Regions from separate parts of the Zea mays genome. Here regions 1 and 2 are each linked to region 3. The links are chromatin contacts, called in public Hi-C maps. All regions are on one chromosome and are shown on one strand. The core of a region is the stretch at or near the end of the contact, and the rest is flanking DNA. Distances in the headings are between cores, read along the strand shown. Region 1 holds the start of LOC100502008. Region 2 holds the start of LOC100194008 (Peroxidase 64). Region 3 holds the start of LOC100191838.

Region 1 (2,983 bases), core at 233-2,732, 180 kb after region 3:
GCTCAAGATTTAGAGGGTGGGTATTCATTTTTTTTTATAGGATGATTTTTTATAAAAGATTAAAACATGTCTATCGTATATATATAATTAATTATATATATAACCTATAATTAAGCATACACGTTATGATCATAACTGATTCGATAACTAGTCCACTAAACTCAAATTTCATGAAATTATTTCAAAAGTTTTAAATCGAAATGCATCTCTTTGTTGTTGCTCGGTTGTTGACTGTCTGCTTGTCCTCTTTGGCATTTTCCAATTGCTAATGTCCCACCTACAGCCCAGTACTGCAAGCAGCAAAGCAGGGGAGGTCAAGGTCGTGAGGCCACTTGCTAGGTGGGCTTAGACATCGACACGATGGGACCTTGCCCCCTGGCTGTATGTCCTGGCACGCGGTGACGCTCTGACTACGGTGGATTGAAGCCTCGGACGACGAACGACAGACGACCCAACAACAAGGCCAGATGCAACGCAACGATAGTTAGGCGGTCAAGTCTAGGTACCTAGCTGCGCTGCGGAGCCACAATGGCACAACGTAGGTGCTGGTGTCTCCATGGCACGTGGGGCTGCAAGATGTGACCATGACTTGGTGGCTGGCGCATCTGATGGCTCTGCCATGGTGCGACTACAATAAGGTTTGAAGTTTTTTTTGCCGTGAGGTGCTGAAGTGGGCTTTGTCGTTCTGTTGGGCCTCATGGTCAACGACAAACTATTAGGTTAGTTAGGTATGAGAAGTAGGAAGAAAATATTTTGGTCCAAATTAACAGATTTTTTTTATTTATTTGATTCATTTTCTATGCGTGCATATACACTATATACATGTATATATATTAAAGTTCTTTTGCCAAAATTAATGGATTTTATTTGAATACCCTTGAATTCAACGGGCCCGCCCCTGCAGACAACTACTTTATTACATAATATATAATAATGGATCATATATAATTGTGATATATAATTGTGCGCATACCGCATGGTACACACATACATGCATGTGTCCCGCGTAGGGCGAGGAGAGGACAGTAGCTGTTCTCTTGTCACCTCACGGCTCACGTGAAAGCTTTTCCAGTGCAAGCAACGCGTGACCGTGAGAGTGGCCGTCTACTTTTTTTTTTCTCACGTTTTCATGAACTAGCGGTAGGAGAAGTTGCTCGGTTCTGAGGCTACGAAAGTTTTGGTCGTTGGTGTACGTTAATTGTTTGCCATCACAAGATAAAGCAAAAACCAGGCACCTATAGACTATAGTCGCCGAAAGGATAAGATGAAGCTCCCCAAGTCTCAATCACCGTGGCCCGTGGGATTTTATCTGATCCATTGGGCCGGAGAGCCGAAGTCTAGTTCAGGAGCCCAGAAACACGTTCTTTCTGCTGATATCCTGACTGTCTTGCAAGGCCGAAACCACCACGTAACTACGGCCCAAGTTTCCAACCGCCGGCCTAGCCCACTGTCACAAAAGTTCCCCATCCCTCGGACAAGACAACCCTCTCCCTCTAGCGCCGGTGGCGGCGACGGGCGCACGACGTCTGAGACCATGGCGCCGACGCCGGAGCCCCGCCGCCCGTACAAGCGGCCGGCCATCTCCGACCAGCAGCGCCGCCGGGAGCTCGCACTCCAGGCGCAGTCGGCTCGGCGGGCCGACGCCCAGGCTCGCGCGCGCGCCCTCGCCACTTCTCTCCTCACCACCCGGGCGCCTACCGCGGCCACCAGTCGCGACGAGGAGGAGGAGGAGTACGAGCATGAGGAGGAGGAGGAGGAGCGCGAGCTCACTGCCTCCGGCGTCGCGGCGGCGGCCGCCGCCTCCAGGCTCCGCGGCTCCGAAGCGCGCCGGTGGTTCGCGCGCCAGGTTATGCTCCCCGAGTGGATGGTCGATGCCCCACCCCACCTCGCCACCGACTGGTCCGTCCTCTACCTCTCCTTCTGCCTAGTTTACCTTTCTGCGTATGTGAATTTGTTGATTTCAGTCCAGTACGGTTTACTCGCGGCTATATTCTTCTCCTTCAAAGGAGCCTCTTTTCCTCACTTGCCCACTAACATTCACTTCAACGCTAGTTCAGTTGTGGTCAGCGAACACCCCACTTGTGTCTTTGCATAGTGTTGTAGTACTACTGATTTTTAAAATTACCTGGGTTTATTGACAATGTAGGAGGATTTACACTGTTTTTTTTCCCTTTCCGGACGTAGGCATGTTTTTGCCCGACCTTCTGGCAAACGATGTTTGGTTGTGTCATCCAATGGCATGACGATCAGCAGGGTTCGTAATGGATCCATCCTTCATCGCTTCCCTTCCGCTCTGCCCAATGGTTCAAAGAGAGACATTTCTGGACCAGCAAGCTCGTACTCCATCCTCGATTGCATTTTTCACGAGGTACCCCAACCAAACACATTCCTTTTCCATTTGCTGCAAGCTGCTTGATTCCAAACCTATTTATTTGTAATGTTCGATGGTGTTTGTGGTGCAGCCTGATGAAACATACTATATCATTGATATGATCTGTTGGCGAGGCTATTCACTATATGACTGCACCGCCGAGTTCAGGTTTTTCTGGGTCAACTCTAAGATCGCAGAAACTTCTGCTGGTGATCCTCCATCAACGTACCACAGATATAGATTCAGTGCACTCCCTGTATATGAGTGCACTCTTGAGGGTCTCCAAGCAGCATACTCAGGCAGCATGCCTTATGTCAAAGATGGTTTGGTGTTCTACAACAAGTAAAATCCTTATCCCTTTTCTTTGAATATGTTCTAGCAAATCACCTCGACATATATATTTGTTAACTTCATCAATCGAGGATTCATGACTCATAAGACCTTGTTTTTATCAGGCATGCACATTATCAAGCTGGAATCACACCTCTTGCCCTAGTATGGAAAGATGAGACCTGTAGCCAGTATGTTATCGATACGAACAACAAGGGTGAAATACCAAGCGAACAACATGTATGTCTGTGTCCTGTTGTTTGAGTCATATTATGGCCAACA
Region 2 (2,832 bases), core at 240-2,739, 190 kb before region 3:
ATGAAGGATGTTGTGATGAGTTCATGAGTGGTCTAGGCCGTCGTCTCCCAGTCAACTTTGGTTGCTGGATCGTTGTCTTCGTATGATGTAATTATTTAACTATTTTGTATAAAACTCCATTATATATTAAAGATATTATATTCGTTTTTGTACCATTAGTCATCATATGTGTGAGACTTGATCCTAGCACACACTTGGTGAAGTTCGCGCCTGGGTTTGGACCCCTAAAACCCGGGTGTGACAAGCAGTGGTCTGGCAACACAGCCTATGGGGCGGCGGTGGTTTGCCGGTGGAGAAGAAGCTTGTGTGACGTGTATCGGACCTGGCTACCTCATTGCGCGGGAAAGGGGGAAAAGCACATCGAACCTGGCTACATCGCGGCGTGGAAAAAGAGAAAAAAATGAGCACGCTGCGTGAAGAGATCAGTACCAACTGCGTTTAGGGAGTTTGTATCCTGTTGCCAAACTTGGAGAGTAAATAGGGTTAGATAATAAGTAACTATATTAATAAGTCTATTTAGAGAACTATTAGAGAAACAATTTTTTTGTTCACTTATTAAATTTAAGATTTAGGAAATTGTTTAGACAACAATTGGAGTTGCTCTAACAACAGCCAACGTTCATGAGGCTCGCAGTCTAAACGTAAATTGTGGTATGTAGGCGAAAGAGCTTTTCTAGCGTATGGTTAAGGATTTCGAGTAACAGGTCACTTGTTCGACCCCCTCGCTGTGTCCCTACCGCTACCGAGTTGCATACTGCACGCTACCCTCCGTCTGGGCATGAGTGGGTAATGATGACAAGCTAGTAATCAGAGATATTGTTAGCGAGGACCATGTTTCCATCTCTTGCTCTCCGGCATACTCTTACGGCAGCAAGTAGGGTCGTTAGATCTGAAGCTAAATTACTGCTACTAAAACAAACTGAACCTGACGCTGGAATGGATGGATCTACGCGCTAAACCAGCAGCTAGCTGTTCAGGCAGGCGCAGAGCACTCAATTCACTACCACACCACTCCTCCCACCAGGCCGGCCTCTGAATTCACTGCGCCAAATTACCTGACAAAGACAGTTCCGAAGTCTCAGTGTGATGTCAACGAGCAAGAAGCGACGCCCGGCCGGCGGCGAAGCACAGGCACAGCACATCACAGGTGTGTGCAGTGCAGTGCAGGGCACAGCGCTCGGTCTGCACTACTGCAGGTTTGTATAATTAGACAAGACAAGATTCGTGTACGTTAATTAGCAGCTGGTCATGGCTACAGGCCCAATCGGATGGCGTGCATGTTCGTCCAGATGACAACACACCGCTGGCCATGTTGCTAGGTGCCTTCTTCCTCCTCCCTACCTCTAGCTACGCACGCAGTATACCTAATTAAGTAGCCACTGTACGTTCTTCACCAGTTCACTCTGCACATGGATGCCTGGATCGATCGATCGATCTGTATATATAATAGAAGGTTCCTCGATCTTCTTTTCCTTGCCACTCCACCGAGCAAGCTACTAGCTGCTGGCTGCTTCCTTCTGTCAGTGTACAGTAGCCGGCTTGCGAGCTGTGGGCCGGCCGGTGGCGGTGCTCTCCCGTCTCTATCCTATCCATCATAGAATAGAATAGATAGATAGATAGGCTACTCAGTGCCACTCGATCAGTAGTGGTAGCAGCTGGCGGCTGGCCTGGGACGACGATGAGCGCCAAGACCAGAGCTGGGGCCGCCCATGTACGCCGGCAGCTCGTCGCGGCCGTGGCGGTGACGGTGGCATGCTTCTACTCCTCGGAGGCGACGCAGCTGCAGGTGGGGTACTACAACGGCAGCTGCCCGGCCGCCGAGAGCCTCATCGAGACCATCGTCCACGCCGCCGTCCGCAAGGACGCCGGCAACGGGCCGGGCCTGATCCGGCTCTTCTTCCACGACTGCTTCGTCAGGGTACGTAGGATTATTCGATGCCCAGCCCCAGCCCAATCGGACAATGCAATAATGCAACTGAGCTCCTTGACAGGGATGCGACGCGTCGGTGCTGCTGGACGACCCGACGGGCAGCCCGGGGAACAGGACGGTGGAGAAGACGTCCCCGCCCAACTTCCCTAGCCTGCGCGGGTTCAGCGTGATCAGCCGCGCGAAGCGCGTGGTGGAGCGGCGGTGCCCCGGGACGGTGTCGTGCGCGGACATCGTGGCGTTCGCGGCGCGCGACGCGGCGCGCATCATGGGCGGCATCCGGTTCGCGATGCCGTCGGGGCGGCTGGACGGGCGCGTGTCGAACGCGTCGGAGGCCACGGCCAACCTGCCGCCGGCGTCCTTCAACCTGACGCAGCTCCTGGGCCGCTTCGCGTCCAAGAACCTGAGCGCCGACGACCTGGTGACGCTGTCGGGGGCGCACTCCATCGGGCGCTCCCACTGCTCGTCCTTCGCGCCCGCCAGGCTGTACCCGCAGCTGGACCCGGCGATGAACGCCACGCTGGGGGCGCGGCTCAGGGCGCGGTGCCCCGCCGGCGGCGGCGGGCGGCGCGACCGCGTCGTCGACCTCGACTTCGCCACGCCGCTGCAGCTGGACAACCAGTACTACCGCAACGTGGTGACGCACGAGGCCGTGTTCTCGTCGGACCAGGCGCTCGCGGGGCGCAACGACACGGCCGCGCTCGTGGCGCTGTACGCCGCCAACCGCACGCTCTGGTCGCAGCGATTCGCCGCCGCCATGGTGAAGATGGGCAGCATCGAGGTGCTCACCGGGCCGCCCGGGGAGGTCAGGCTCAAGTGCAACAAGGTCAACTGATCGGGGGGATTGGAGTTAGGTGAGGGTCAGCTGCCTGTACTACTAAGCTAGCTAGTAGCAGCAGCGGGAA
Region 3 (2,948 bases), core at 12-2,511:
GACCCCTCAAGAGACAGGGTATTTAATAAGGATGTACATGCTCTAAGTGTCTGTTTTGGAACGTCTAGAGATAATTGTTAGTGGCTAAAGTTAGCTTAGGGGTTCCAAATAGCCCAGTTAAAAGCCTCGGTTTATTGTTAGCGAAACCCTCAACTAACAATCAGTTCATTAGCTGGGTTGCGCAGCTAAAACGTGGGCAAATGACAATATTGTCATTTATATGACAATGCTAGCGATTTTTTCTTATCAAGAACAAGGTGATGAAGAACATGATATGAATGAGTTTCATGGTAGTATTGCAAATGCTTTGTTCAACATGTGAGGGTGAATATTGAAGTTTCCTTTTCCAATTTAGTGCGCTTTGTATCATTGTTTGAGAATTTTATGTGGATCTATTTTTTTTACAAATCTATGTTACTTGTGACACATTTAGTGTTGAAAATCTATTTCTTTCTTTTCAAAGGTGGCGGCAAAAAATGACTCAGTTGTACCTGAAAACTAGTAGGTCCAACCAACCTATTAACTTGACGTTTTAAATTGATCTTAACTAATAATTAGCCAGCTAATAGTTAGTTACAATTTATTAACTGACTAATTATTAGTTCTAAAGGTTTTAAACAAGCTCTAACACTATATTTTCTATACCAAGATGAATTAGCAGCCAGAGGGAAGGAATATGTTTGGTCATAAGGTTGATAATAAGTTTAGGACAAATTTTAATCGTTGAAATCATATTAGATAGATGCCTTGTCGACCGAAAATAAAAAAAATTCAGATGCATGTGATTACGTGCGATTGACCGAATTTAATTCGGTCAAGCGTCATTAGCCATTTTTCTTGGTCCTCCATGCTAGTGCTGCCTTGCTGGTGCGTGCGTGGTTCCTGGTGCGGGCATGCCAACTCGTGTGCGGGCGTGAAGCACACCGCACCGCCACCGGGTCCCACTCCACACAGTTCACAGCGAGAGCCGGGCGGGGCCCACGGGCGGTTGGTGAGCGCCTGAGCGGGGCGGGTCGAACCACGCAGCCTCCCGCGGACTCGGGGCCCACGAGTCAGCAGGCAACCTCAGCAGCAGGAGGAAGTCCGAGGCCCTCGGTGTTTGGTGGGTACGGGTCGCTGTCCCCCACCCAACCCACCCGTTACAGCGTCACTTCGCCCTCCGGATCCGACCAAAACCAATCCGACGGCGGTGGCCTCCGCTGCGCCCGTGCCCGCTGCCGACGGGTGCTATAAATGGGCCAGCGCGCGGCCGGGACCGGCGTGCGCTGCGGCCGGGTCGGATCTGAGACGAGACGAGTTACCATCTCATCCCAACTCCGGAACGAACAAGTTACCATCTCATCCCAACTCCGCCTCGACCGGATCTCGTCGGACTCGGATCCGCCCGACCACCCCGCGCCGCCGCAGGTGAGCGTCCCTTCTCCTTCCGTCCAGTGCACGCTCTGGGTTCCGGTGCCTGCATCCTCTCCCCTCTCCCTTCGCCGTAGGGTTTTGTTTCGTTGTCCGTAGCAAGGCGTTTCTGGTTGCAGCGGGGGCTCTTGGTTCGCTGCCCGCAATGGTTGGTTGGTCTCGCTGCCGGCTGCCGCTTCGTCGACCAGGCGGTAGGCTCCGGCACGCCTCTCGCGCGTTCCTTGCAGGCGTCGAAGGTCGGGGCTTGCCATGATTGGTCTCCTGGTTTTCCTTCGTTCATGCCGCGGAATGTTTTGTTTTTGCCTTAACATTAATCCGATAGCCAGGTAGGGGTTTTCGCCCCTTCTTTCACACTCACACAGACACACACACACAGACCCTTGTTCGGAGTGGTAATGATTGTGCTTGTCGTCTTGTCGCGTTCCACGAGACGGGAAAAGGAAGCCAAAGGCTCCACACGTGGTTGGACGAGTCAGATCTCGTCGGAACCCCATCCGTGCTGTTAGGAAAATAAAATAAAATCTGAGCCTTCGGGTCAACATGTGCTAATCTGAATTTTCCGCGGTTGAAACATGTGTGCAGAAACTGCCTAGGATAGGGGAGTGTATAAAGGTTGCCCCGATATGATACTGGTGCTGATTTCATCTATCTTCTCCTAAAATATTTGGGGGAGAAGAATCGGCTATTAGTTTTTTTGTCTTATTCCTCTATAAAGGAACCACATGTGCTATGCTTCACACTTTTTACTAGGCAACTGCACGAAGTTTGGGGATTTCAGGAAAAATTATATATCTGCAAGTTGTCCGGAAACTTACAGCTACTGGTTCTCGCCTTTACCATGTTCTGCAGTGTTGTTTCGAGTGCTAAAATGGTAGGGGTGCTGAGTAACGTTTACTTGGAATGGTTAGTGGAAAGTGATCCTCTACCAATAAACAGCATGTTCTAAAAAACTAATTAATAGGCCAGCTGTGTAGGATTTGTCAACGTTTCTTTTTGCTACCTGAGCAGAGGATTTGTGGGAATTTGTTTTTTACACTCTATAGTAAATTGGAGGGTCCAGTTTGTGTTTACTATGCTCCATGATGTTGCTTCGTGTTCCCTCTGTTCCAAATACATTGCTTTTGCTATGCACCTAGATTTTCGCTAAGCTAGTAAGCTATGTAACTAGAAAGGTCAAAATGATTTAGAATTTGGAGCGGAGGGAGTAGATACTACTTTTGCATCCTGCAACATGTACTGGGAGAATAATTTGAGCGGTTGTTTTCTTCCTAGAATCTGGTTACAAAATTTGATATTCTTGTGCTGATTTGGTGTCGAGGCTTGGTAGATTCTTCTTGCCCCAAAAGCACAAATGCGGAGGCTAGTGCTGTATGAGTGGATCAGAAATGCCAAACTTTTGCCAGTGGGACTTAGTTGACTTAGTTGACTCTGCGTGACGAATCTCTCAACCTGAAATTGTTGTGGTCTTGTTATGTGCCAACAAATATGCCCTTTTTGTGGTTGTTTAGTAGCCTAGAACCTTTTTATTGTCTTTTGTT

The links. Hi-C and Micro-C count contacts between places; a contact is called where the count stands out from the background.
Region 1: a Hi-C map of bundle sheath shows a contact between it and region 3, with 2.7 times the contacts expected there. The contact joins the promoter of LOC100502008 here to the promoter of LOC100191838 in region 3. A contact is called at or near these places in 3 of 25 Hi-C or Micro-C datasets (bundle sheath, leaf and tassel).
Region 2: a Hi-C map of leaf shows a contact between it and region 3, with 2.3 times the contacts expected there. The contact joins the promoter of LOC100194008 here to the promoter of LOC100191838 in region 3. A contact is called at or near these places in 4 of 25 Hi-C or Micro-C datasets (ear and leaf).

What each region holds. Positions count from the first base shown.
Region 1 is chr8:132,996,634-132,999,616 of Zm-B73-REFERENCE-NAM-5.0, reverse strand. It overlaps LOC100502008, which reads left to right and starts at 1,482. Exons shown (of 8, transcript NM_001414445.1): 1 at 1,482-1,899; 2 at 2,185-2,368; 3 at 2,463-2,713; 4 at 2,827-2,941. The coding sequence starts at 1,535.
Region 2 is chr8:133,367,240-133,370,071 of Zm-B73-REFERENCE-NAM-5.0, reverse strand. It overlaps LOC100194008 (Peroxidase 64), which reads left to right and starts at 1,489. Exons shown (of 2, transcript NM_001139072.1): 1 at 1,489-1,918; 2 at 1,992-2,832. The coding sequence starts at 1,679. The coding sequence ends at 2,762.
Region 3 is chr8:133,177,226-133,180,173 of Zm-B73-REFERENCE-NAM-5.0, reverse strand. It overlaps LOC100191838, which reads left to right and starts at 1,261. Exons shown (of 2, transcript NM_001137262.2): 1 at 1,261-1,407.